Regions from separate parts of the Danio rerio genome. Here region 1 is linked to region 2. The links are chromatin contacts, called in public Micro-C maps. All regions are on one chromosome and are shown on one strand. The core of a region is the stretch at or near the end of the contact, and the rest is flanking DNA. Distances in the headings are between cores, read along the strand shown. Region 1 holds the start of rxfp3.3a1 (relaxin family peptide receptor 3.3a1). Region 2 overlaps LOC141375393 (a long non-coding RNA gene).

Region 1 (4,740 bases), core at 241-2,740, 400 kb after region 2:
GTTCACAGAAAATAAAAAATGTAATGCCGCTGAATTTAATTTAGCTGCACTTTTCACGCAAAAGATACTATTTTATATTAGCAATTTTTCTGTTTGAATGTTTTACAAAAACTGTTCCACAAGAACTGTACACTGTACCAAAACAATCACACATACAACTGATATACACCAAGTGTATATTGTTAAAGTGCAGTTCACCATGAACCCATGATTTCCACAAATATGTAAACACATCTTCAGGGCTCAAATGAAGAAATAAAGCTTGAGGAGAAGTAAATAACATTCTGAGTAAAATAACCCATTGAACAGGAAAGAACACGGGTTCCACAGGACGAGAAACACGTTTCTCAGACTCGAATAAAAAGGTTCTTAATTTTTTTCCTGAACTCTTTGCGCATCAGACAGTAGATAAGTGGGTTCAAACAGCTGTTTGCGTGCGCAAGGCACACGGTCACCGGGAACACGTAGGTATGAACGATATAGTACGACTTATCCCAGTACACCGCGTTGAATTTCACCAGCACGCCCCAAAATGTGATGGCATGATTGGGCATCCAGCAGAGGAAGAAGGACAGGACCACTATGGTGACGGATTTGGTGACTTGCGTGCGCCGTTTCGAGCTGTTCTTCATGCTCCGCTGCCGGATGAGCCTCAGCAGCAGCAGGTAACTGACAGACACGATCGCCATGGGCAAAACAAACGCGATGAGGATTTTCTGGACATGATAGATCGCCAGCCAGTACTGTCCGTCAGGAAAGCGCAGTAAACAAAGTTTTTCACCGGCCACGTTAGTGACTGTGGAGAAAATGGATGTTGGCGCGGTGGCCACGGTGGCCAGAGCCCAGAGGATCACACTGACCCACCGTATCGAGCAGCCGGTCTGCCTGCTGCGGTCCTTCAGAGCCGAAGCCACTGACCAGTAGCGCGTAATACTCATCGCCGTCAGGAAGAAGACGCTCGCGTACATGTTCATCACGGTCACCGACAGGATTATCTTGCACATGGCGTCTCCAAACGGCCAGCTGAAGTCCAGCGCCGTGTCCACTGCCCAGAAAGGCAAAGTCAACACAAACTGGAAATCCGTCACCGCCAAGTTGAGGATGAAGAAGTTTATCTTGGATATGCGTCTTTCTTGCCTGACGCGAATGAAGAAGAACACCAACAGATTTCCAACCAGACCCACGACGCACACCACAGAGTAGGTGATGGAGATCAAGCACCTCAACACCGGACTCCCGTCGGCGGACACGTCGATGTCCTCCAGACTTTTGAAGCGCTCGCGGTCACTGATTGATCTGTTTATTACACCGCTCTGATTACTGTCTCCCATCATATCCAGCGACTTCACAACTTCGGTGTTTCCCATGTCTTTACGCGCACTTAAATATTCATTCTACCAAACTGTTGTTGATTCAATTAATTTGTGCGTGTAGTTTTTGGCCGTACTCACCCTTTATGGCCACAGTCAAGTACATGGTGTTGATAGTATTGAGCAGAATGCGGCGCGCTCTACAATTTATGTCGGGCGCTTTTCAAATGTCTCCGCCCACCGAGATCAGCGATTCGTCACTGAATAAACGCAGGCTGATACAAACACCTTTCAATTTTTTTATGCACGTCGTAACAATATAAAAAACATTCTCTTATGAAAATTAACCATGTTTTTTTTTTTGCATTATTCTTGATTAATTTGTGGAAACAGAAACTGCAGTTAATATAATAAAGAACAACAACAAAACATGCTTATTAGATACACTTTTGCTATAATAAATCCATGTATCATTTTCGGAAGGGAGACATAAATGGAAACATGTACAATAACTAATATTAAGGTAAACAAGACTAATGTAATTTTTTTATTTATTATTAGCTCATAGTTCCTATCCTGCATGCCATTCTTAAATCATGGTTTACATTTTTTTGCACATGTTTGTGAATCTACAGGCTTTAAATAACTTATTAATCATGATTAAATAGAAATATCAATAAAAAAGTCATTATTGCAGGTATTTTGCTTAAATAAGGCTATATACTTTAAACATGTTACATTGCAGTAAAGCAGGTGGATCTCTGGGTAAGTATTCACTGCCATCTGCTGTTCACATGTAAATATGCAGCCTAAGTACCAACATTAATACAGCTTGATGCTCAGGGATAAAGCCTTGAGCATCACTACACAAAAGAACGGCAGGATAGAAATCCCTGCGCTTTACAGTAGGATTTATTTTAAAGGCATTAGAAATCTGAATACATTCAGAGCCACCCCTATCTACTCTACATTTGAGAGGTTATGAGAGTTGGATGGTTGTATGTGGCTTCTATCATTCATAAAAGGCAATCTAGAAGATAGAAAAGAGCTTTTAAATGCATATATACAATAAAGAGGTGTTAGAAATAATCTAAACTCTCCCTGTGAGAGTTGAAAATGGGTTAGCGTTTGTTGCCCCAGATACAGTTGCTGCTGAAATATGAACAGGCACCAGGTTAGTTCTCAATTTAGAATCTTCACCTTTTCCACAGATTGATTCAGGCTCGTCTGACCTTTATCGCAGAGCAGAACGCCATTCAGCTCAAACGCCTCGTGTCTGACTGTCTTACAGCACTTACTTCCCAGTCAGCAAGTTAAAGTAGCCGAGCTTTTCATAAAGGAGAGAAATGTTTAATATCTCAAACATCAAGAGCCAAAAAGGTTAACTCAATGCATTTTATTACATCTAAATGTCTCTACATAAACATGTAACATTCAATAAGTAAACAATTTCTTTCAATGCATGTAATAAATATTTTTTTTCACTTAGTACTTTATACAAACTGACATTGGTCTACTGTACAATATGTCTTCCACATCTTAAAAATCTTTTTTTTTCCTTTTCTTAAAACATGCCACAGACACAGAGTGGATGAAGTTTAAGGCAGTGAGCATAGATGTCAGCTTACTGAAATGGAAAACAAAATAAAAGCTGGACTTTGACACCGAGTCCACTCATAGCACAGTTCTGCATCTAAAAATATATAAATTAGTTTGTTGTGAAGTTGCGACTTTAACACATGAATGCACATCACTGGAACAACCAAGTTTGCACAATGTGGTCAGGAACAAAACCATGCACACGCTCTTTCACACATACACACACACACACAGCATATCCCTTTATCAGTCATGTCTGAAATGAGCAAATGAACGAAAACCTGTTTCCTGTTTGTCATTGAACCTTACTTAAATAACAAAGCTTGTCAAACACATATAAGACAAAAACATTGAACCAAACCTAAAGGTTTACTTGTTGAAAAGAGGGAATTATTAACACTGCTAGAGATCTAACAAGTAGTTGATTTGGTAACAATGATTTTGTATTTTCGTCTCCATCCTTTTCTCTCTTTAATTACTTAACCGATTCCAATCTTAGAGACAAAATCAAGTGATAAACATCTAATACTTTCAGAGGAAATGTAGGTAAAAGGAGGTTTAGAGGGCAAAGGAAACAGAGTCTATCAAACAGCACAAAATGCGGTCGCTAGATTCTGTCACTCGCAATTAGCCCGGTCCTAAACCCAATCAAGCTCTGAAAAGAGGTCTGGTCAACACATTGAGAGAGCCACGCTACACACACATACACACAAATAAAAAAACAGCCTGTGTCAAATAAGTACATATTAAAAAATAGATTTCAGCTTTTCCTAATTGTACTTATTCCATTCAGCTTCTGAATACTTCTGTTTTGATTTTGCTTAATGTAGTTTGCACTGAAACTTTTGCAATTATTTCCTCTGTTAATCCCCCGCAACACTTAAAAGAACAGCCATTGGATTATTTGTTCAGAAACACTGAGTTTGTAGATAAGAGCTCCAAATCTGAGTTTAATAGAGGCTAAAATAACATCTCCAGTCTTTCGTTTGCAAATAAACACACACACACACACACACACACACAAACAAGTACGCACGCACGCACGAACACACACACACACACACACACACACACACACACACACACACACACACACACACACAAGGCACACGTGACAGAATGGTAGAAAAAAACAAGTGGCTTTAGAACAGTTTTCCCACACTGTACCGATCACAGATGATCTAATAGACGACAACAAGCTCAGGTGGAAACAAACATCTATGAGCAAGTTCAAGATACGCACCAAACCCAAAGTAACTTGACCATCTACACAAAGCCCAAACTCAATTCCTGGAGGGCTGCAGCTCTGCACAGTTTTGCTCCAACCCTAATCAAACACAGCTGATTCTAATAATTAAGGTGACTAAAAGAGTCATGAACACCTTCATTAGTTGTATCAGCTGTGTTTGATTAGGGTTGGAGCAAAACTGTGCATGGCTGCGGCCCTCCAGGAATTGAGCTTGAGACCTATGATCTACACCATTGCTGAACCTCCCGACGAATCATTCCTTCTGAGGAAATCACGACAACGGGGACGGAAAGAAGAAAGAAAGAATGAACAATCAAGCATAGTAGCCACAACGAAAGATTAAAATCCTTACTTACTACACAAGCTGTACGTTTAAGTTCACTGAACTCACAATCTCTCACTCTAGAAACTTCAACACTGAACACAGTGTTCTTTTGGCATCGAGCAAGAAAAATATGGATGCAAAATTGTTAGAAGAATTACATATTCTTCAAAACAGTCATGAATTACATTTCACACAAGAATCATGAGGTCAGATATTGGCAATCCATAACACTGCATCTACTTCCAGTTGTCAACCTG
Region 2 (4,902 bases), core at 419-2,918:
CAACCTCTGATAAATGAGGGCAATTATTTGTGGATCCAGGACCAATCTGATTTCTGAGGTTTGTAATTCAAAATGGTATCAGCAGGGGGCAGCACAGGACAATGTTTGTTCTCCTGTTTTAAACAGTCACCAACTAAACATAAAATTGTTGCATTTATGTACAGTTGAAGTCAGAATTTTTAAGCCCCCCGAATTATTAGCGCCCCTGTTTATTTTATCCCCAATTTCTGTTTAATGGAGAGAAGATTTTTTTCAACACATTTCTATAATATTTTTAATAACTCATTTCTAATAACTGATTTATTTTATCTTTGCCATGCTGTCTGTAAATAATATTTGACTAGATATTTTCAAGACACTTCTATACAGCTTAAAGTGACATTTAAAGGCTTAACTAGGTTAATTAGGTAAACTAGGCAGGTTAGGGTAATTAGGCAAGTTATTGTATAACAACGCTTTGTTCTGTAGACTATCAAAACAAAATATTACTTTAAAAGGCTATTAATTTTGACCTTAAAAAATTAAAAACGGCTTTTATTCTAGTCAAAATAAAATAAACAAGACTTTCTCCAAAGAAAAAAAACATTATCAGACATACTGTGAAAATGTCCTTGCTCTGTAAAACATCATTTGTGAAATATTTCAAATAATAATAATAAAAATCAATGGGGGGCTAATAATTCTGACTTTAAATGTAGTTATTTTATTGTTAATGAATAAAATATAATATTATGAAACAAATTCTAGTATTATAATATATTTTTTTTAATGTTATTAAACTTTCAAAAGCAAAATTGTCCAGACATTTAAATTCTGAAGAATGTCAACAAAATGTTTTTGTTTTAGCTTAAGAGCAGTTAAGAAATCAATATTTAGTAGAAAAAATTATTTCAATCTAATCAACAAATGAAAAGACTTCTTGTTTTGACTAATTGTCATTTTCATGTATCATGTGACATTAAAGTTGGTAATGATGTTGAAATTCAGCTTACAATTTTAGTACCCACAAGACATTCACACAAAAAACTTTCAAAAATTAAATAATATTCAGTGTTGGACAAAAAATAAGATTATAATATATTATTTGATGTTTGTTTTATTTCCCCAACACAGTATTTCACAATATTTCTGTTTTTACTGTACTTCACATAAATATACACAGTAAAAACTCTGTTAATTAACCGTTTTTGTGTTTTCTGTTTGTTTGTGGTTGCTCCATCGACTTTTGATTTGGAAATGTATCTCTACAGTTCCATAATGGTCCCATAATGCATAAAACATGAATCACAAAAAAAGAAAAACTGCTATTTTACGGACAGTCTTTTTAGCCTTGAGAAGCAAAAGAGACTACTTTCAAAACATTAAAAAAAGATAATGTTTTCAAAGTTTTTATTGCCAGCCTGCATATTATATATTATGTAATATACATAGACAGACAGATTGATATTTCCCTTTCCCATACTAATAGGTGGCAAATATCCCAATTCATCTTCAAAGTCCATATTCATGACATGCAGGAAGCGACATCCTGTCATGTTTGATCAGGGAACAGGGAAACAGCTGTCAGTTCCTCCTCAGCTCCACAGTCTCACTGTTCCAAGACCTCCTTGTAATAATATTGACCTTCCCTGTACTGTTTACTCAGGCTGCCTTTAAACACAGCAGCAGCAAATATCACACCGGGCCGCCGCGCCATTTCACTCTCACGCTTGCTAATTACTGCCTAAATACCCTCTTATCTCCCTGCGCTGCCTGTTTGTGTTAGTGCACGACACACACATTTGGCCACTTCAACATCCACTGAAGCATTGTGATAAATATGACTGATTGGCTCTTCTGTGTCTGCCAGCTGGGTGTTTCATTTCTCGTGTTTTTGAGGGGTTTAGCAAGTGAATTGGGAGACGACCGACAAATGATGTGCTAGATGAAATTTCAAAAACAACAACTGTAATGAAGCTGCTAATAACAGGCCTATGCCTCATCTATTACCCCTAAGGTAAAAACAGCAACATATATTTCAAAATACACAAATAACAGCCCCAAAAAATGTTTGCTAAACATAAATTTTAAGAAAATATATTTACATAAATACAGTTTTTACAGCCACATTTCTTGGACATTTTTGAATATTTATGAAAAAAAGTTCTAAATATATTTAAAAGCACTGTATTTGCCTAAAAATACATTAACATAACATGGGAAGGAAGTTTTAATTTGATGAATAAAATATGTGAAGCAAGGAACATATTTATTTATTTATTAAAATCTCTTCTTGAATTCTAATGGACAAAACTAAAAAATTTTGAAATGAATTTTCATTAGAATTTTGTTCGGAAAAAACGTCCATAAATATACATAACAGTTCAATACAAATGAACCGTCCACATTCGCTAAGAGTTTTTTTTTTTTCTCGTAGAGCGAACTAGGTAAATGTGAGATGAAAATTCAAATTAAAAGTCTTTCTGCAGCTGTGCAGAAAAAAGACAATTTACAAATGAATAATTTTGTTGTTGTTGTTGTTAATAATATAAAGAATAATGTTATTATTGGTGTTATTATTATTTTTGTTGTTGTTGTTAGGATTAGAAATACTGAAACCTTTATTTTTTCAAGTGTGGATGTCTGAGATTAACTCAAAGTAACACGTTGGCAGAAGATATTTTGGGTTGCAAAATTTTGCTAACAAAACTAAGCTTTTTAACTTAATGAAGAAAATTTTGATTTAGGTTATGTAAATATGTTAAATGTAGTTATACAGACATTTTTGTCTGTATAAGATTTTTTGCCAAACTAAGAAGATTTTTGCCAAACTAACAAAAAAAAAAAAAGTAATTTCAACTTTTTTTCAAGCTGTATTTTTTACAGGGTAATTTTAAGCCTTACACTATTTTTAGGAATTATTTGAAAAACATTTTAGCCAGAAATGGGTTATTAAATGCTAACAACGAGTATGTTTTATTTATTTTATTTGTTTGTTTAATTAAAAGGGACAATACACCAAACACTGTTATACAAAGACAATTAATGTTAGTACATAGGGCATATAGCATAAAGCTAATTTGCAGCCCTCGTCTCTGGTTAGGCTTTACATAATAAAAATAAAAAAATCAACAAATAAAAAACATTCTAATAATACAATAGACATGTACTGTGCATTGTAACATAAGGTGGACACTGACAAAGGAAGTGCATATCCAAATGCAGGTTTATTAAACAGAGATGGTCTGGCAAGCAACGGTCAACACAGGGGCAAACAGATGTATACATGCATTCCAGGGTCGTGGTCATGCAACAGGCAGATGATCAAAAGGCTGGAGGCAGACAACACAAATAAACAAACAAAACAAAGCTAGGGTCAAACACAGCCAGGCAAGGCAAGGCAAGACAAGGCATATGCGTCATAATGTTTAAGCGTAATCAGTTCAACAAGACTCAGCAATAATGTGTGTGTGTGTGTGTGTGCTGTCTTTATAGCCCGTTTGATTCATTCTGAATAGCTTCAGCTGTGTGTTTGCAATCAAAAGTAAACCAGAACAGGTGTCAGAGTACAGGTAGTTCTCCAGCGTTCAGTGTGTTTATCAGCAATCTGCAGCTACTAGATCGCTGGTGATCATAACACATTTACAGAGCCACAAATGTAAGTCAATCTACATACTAAACCAAAATGTAGACCTGACCAATCTGAAATGAATCATACTGATTTCAGCCATTGTTTCAGCTTTTCAGAAAGAACTGGGTGTTCTGATTGTAACTTTAAATCAACAGGATTGGCATTTGATCAATTAATTGGAGTTTAAGTGACCCTGTTTCTTGTTAGCGATCAGGTCATTAGCATTCCAGCAGACTGTACGTTGGATTGTGTCCATAATAGATTGGGTTTGGTGGTGTTTGTTTAGCCCTTAGCTCACTATACTCATCTCAAAGCCTTCGACTCAGCAGTGATAGAAAATATATCCCGGTCTCTTCCCTTTCCTCATTCTGTTTCTCCTAATTACACAGCATGTGTTTGTACAGCCGGCATGATGTTTTCCAAGTACACAAGCAGGTTTTGAAGCTTTTGTTGGCCTGACTTGTTTCCTGTCTCCTCATTCAGGGCCTGCTTTCACCTGTTAAATAGAACACGTCCCATGAGTGATGGGTGCAATGATTCACTCTCAGGCACTGTCAGAAAGACGGTCACAGCTGCGGACACCAGACACCAGAAACAGAGCGGCTCTGTGTGTGTGTCTGTGTGACATTGGTTACAAAAATGACTGCAGTGTTGATGATTCACTGACAAACAGTAATCATCAACCTTTTCAATCCCTTTGTCCACAACAAAATTCAAACCATTCATAATATTTCTTGCTTATTTTGTGATTTACTGGATTAAATTAAGGGTAATAATTTGAGGGTCCCCTTTTGTCATTCTGTTTATCATAAGTATATTTCAAGAGTTCACACTTAGATATTGTTTGAAAAATGTTAGCAGGTTTGGCATGCTGGCCCGGGAGAGAACCCTGAGCTCGGAGAAAGTAGAGCCCAGGGCTCCCGAATGGTCGATAGAGCATGTAAGGGGAGTACAAGATCAGGTGGTTCTCGAGAGCTCCCTGTGGTAAAGGAGGAAAGGAGGAGAAGAGGGTGGAAGGGGGCTTTCTTCAGAAAACGAAGGTAAGGGAGTAGTTCTAGATAGGTTACTAATAGTGAGGTTGGATTAATCTGATTGGCCAACCAATGATTGTAAATGGGTGACCAGCTGCAGTCAATCGTATCATGTGGTCCTCTCGAAATTAGTTTGTGAATCTTCACTAGTTATATCAACTAGCAGTCATTAGAATTTTTCAGTATTACTATTTTGATGGTCTACAACAGACAGTTACTTGCATGACATTCAGTTGCAAAGTAACTTACAGTCCAAAGGGG

What was found. Hi-C and Micro-C count contacts between places; a contact is called where the count stands out from the background.
Region 1: a contact with region 2 is called in a Micro-C map of caudal fin, with 11 times the contacts expected there. The contact joins the promoter of rxfp3.3a1 here to the enhancer-like site in region 2. A contact is called at or near these places in 5 of 18 Hi-C or Micro-C datasets (caudal fin, embryo, hematopoietic stem cells and 1 more) and 1 of 4 datasets of contacts at active chromatin or transcription factors (embryo).

The regions. Positions count from the first base shown.
Region 1 is chr7:33,944,757-33,949,496 of GRCz12tu, forward strand. rxfp3.3a1 (relaxin family peptide receptor 3.3a1) reads right to left here and starts at 1,491. Exons shown (of 1, transcript XM_005168953.6): 1 at 1-1,491. The coding sequence starts at 1,367. The coding sequence ends at 348. pias1a (protein inhibitor of activated STAT, 1a) reads right to left here. Exons shown (of 15, transcript XR_012383356.1): 14 at 4,377-4,740; 15 at 2,695-4,207.
Region 2 is chr7:33,540,668-33,545,569 of GRCz12tu, forward strand. All of the region lies in intron 2 of LOC141375393 (a long non-coding RNA gene), which reads right to left. Among named protein-coding and RNA genes, the nearest start is that of paqr5b, 28 kb to the left of the region's middle. Within about 2 kb of position 1,669, at least 15 of the 62 cell types and tissues checked have an H3K27ac peak or open chromatin away from gene starts, as enhancers often do.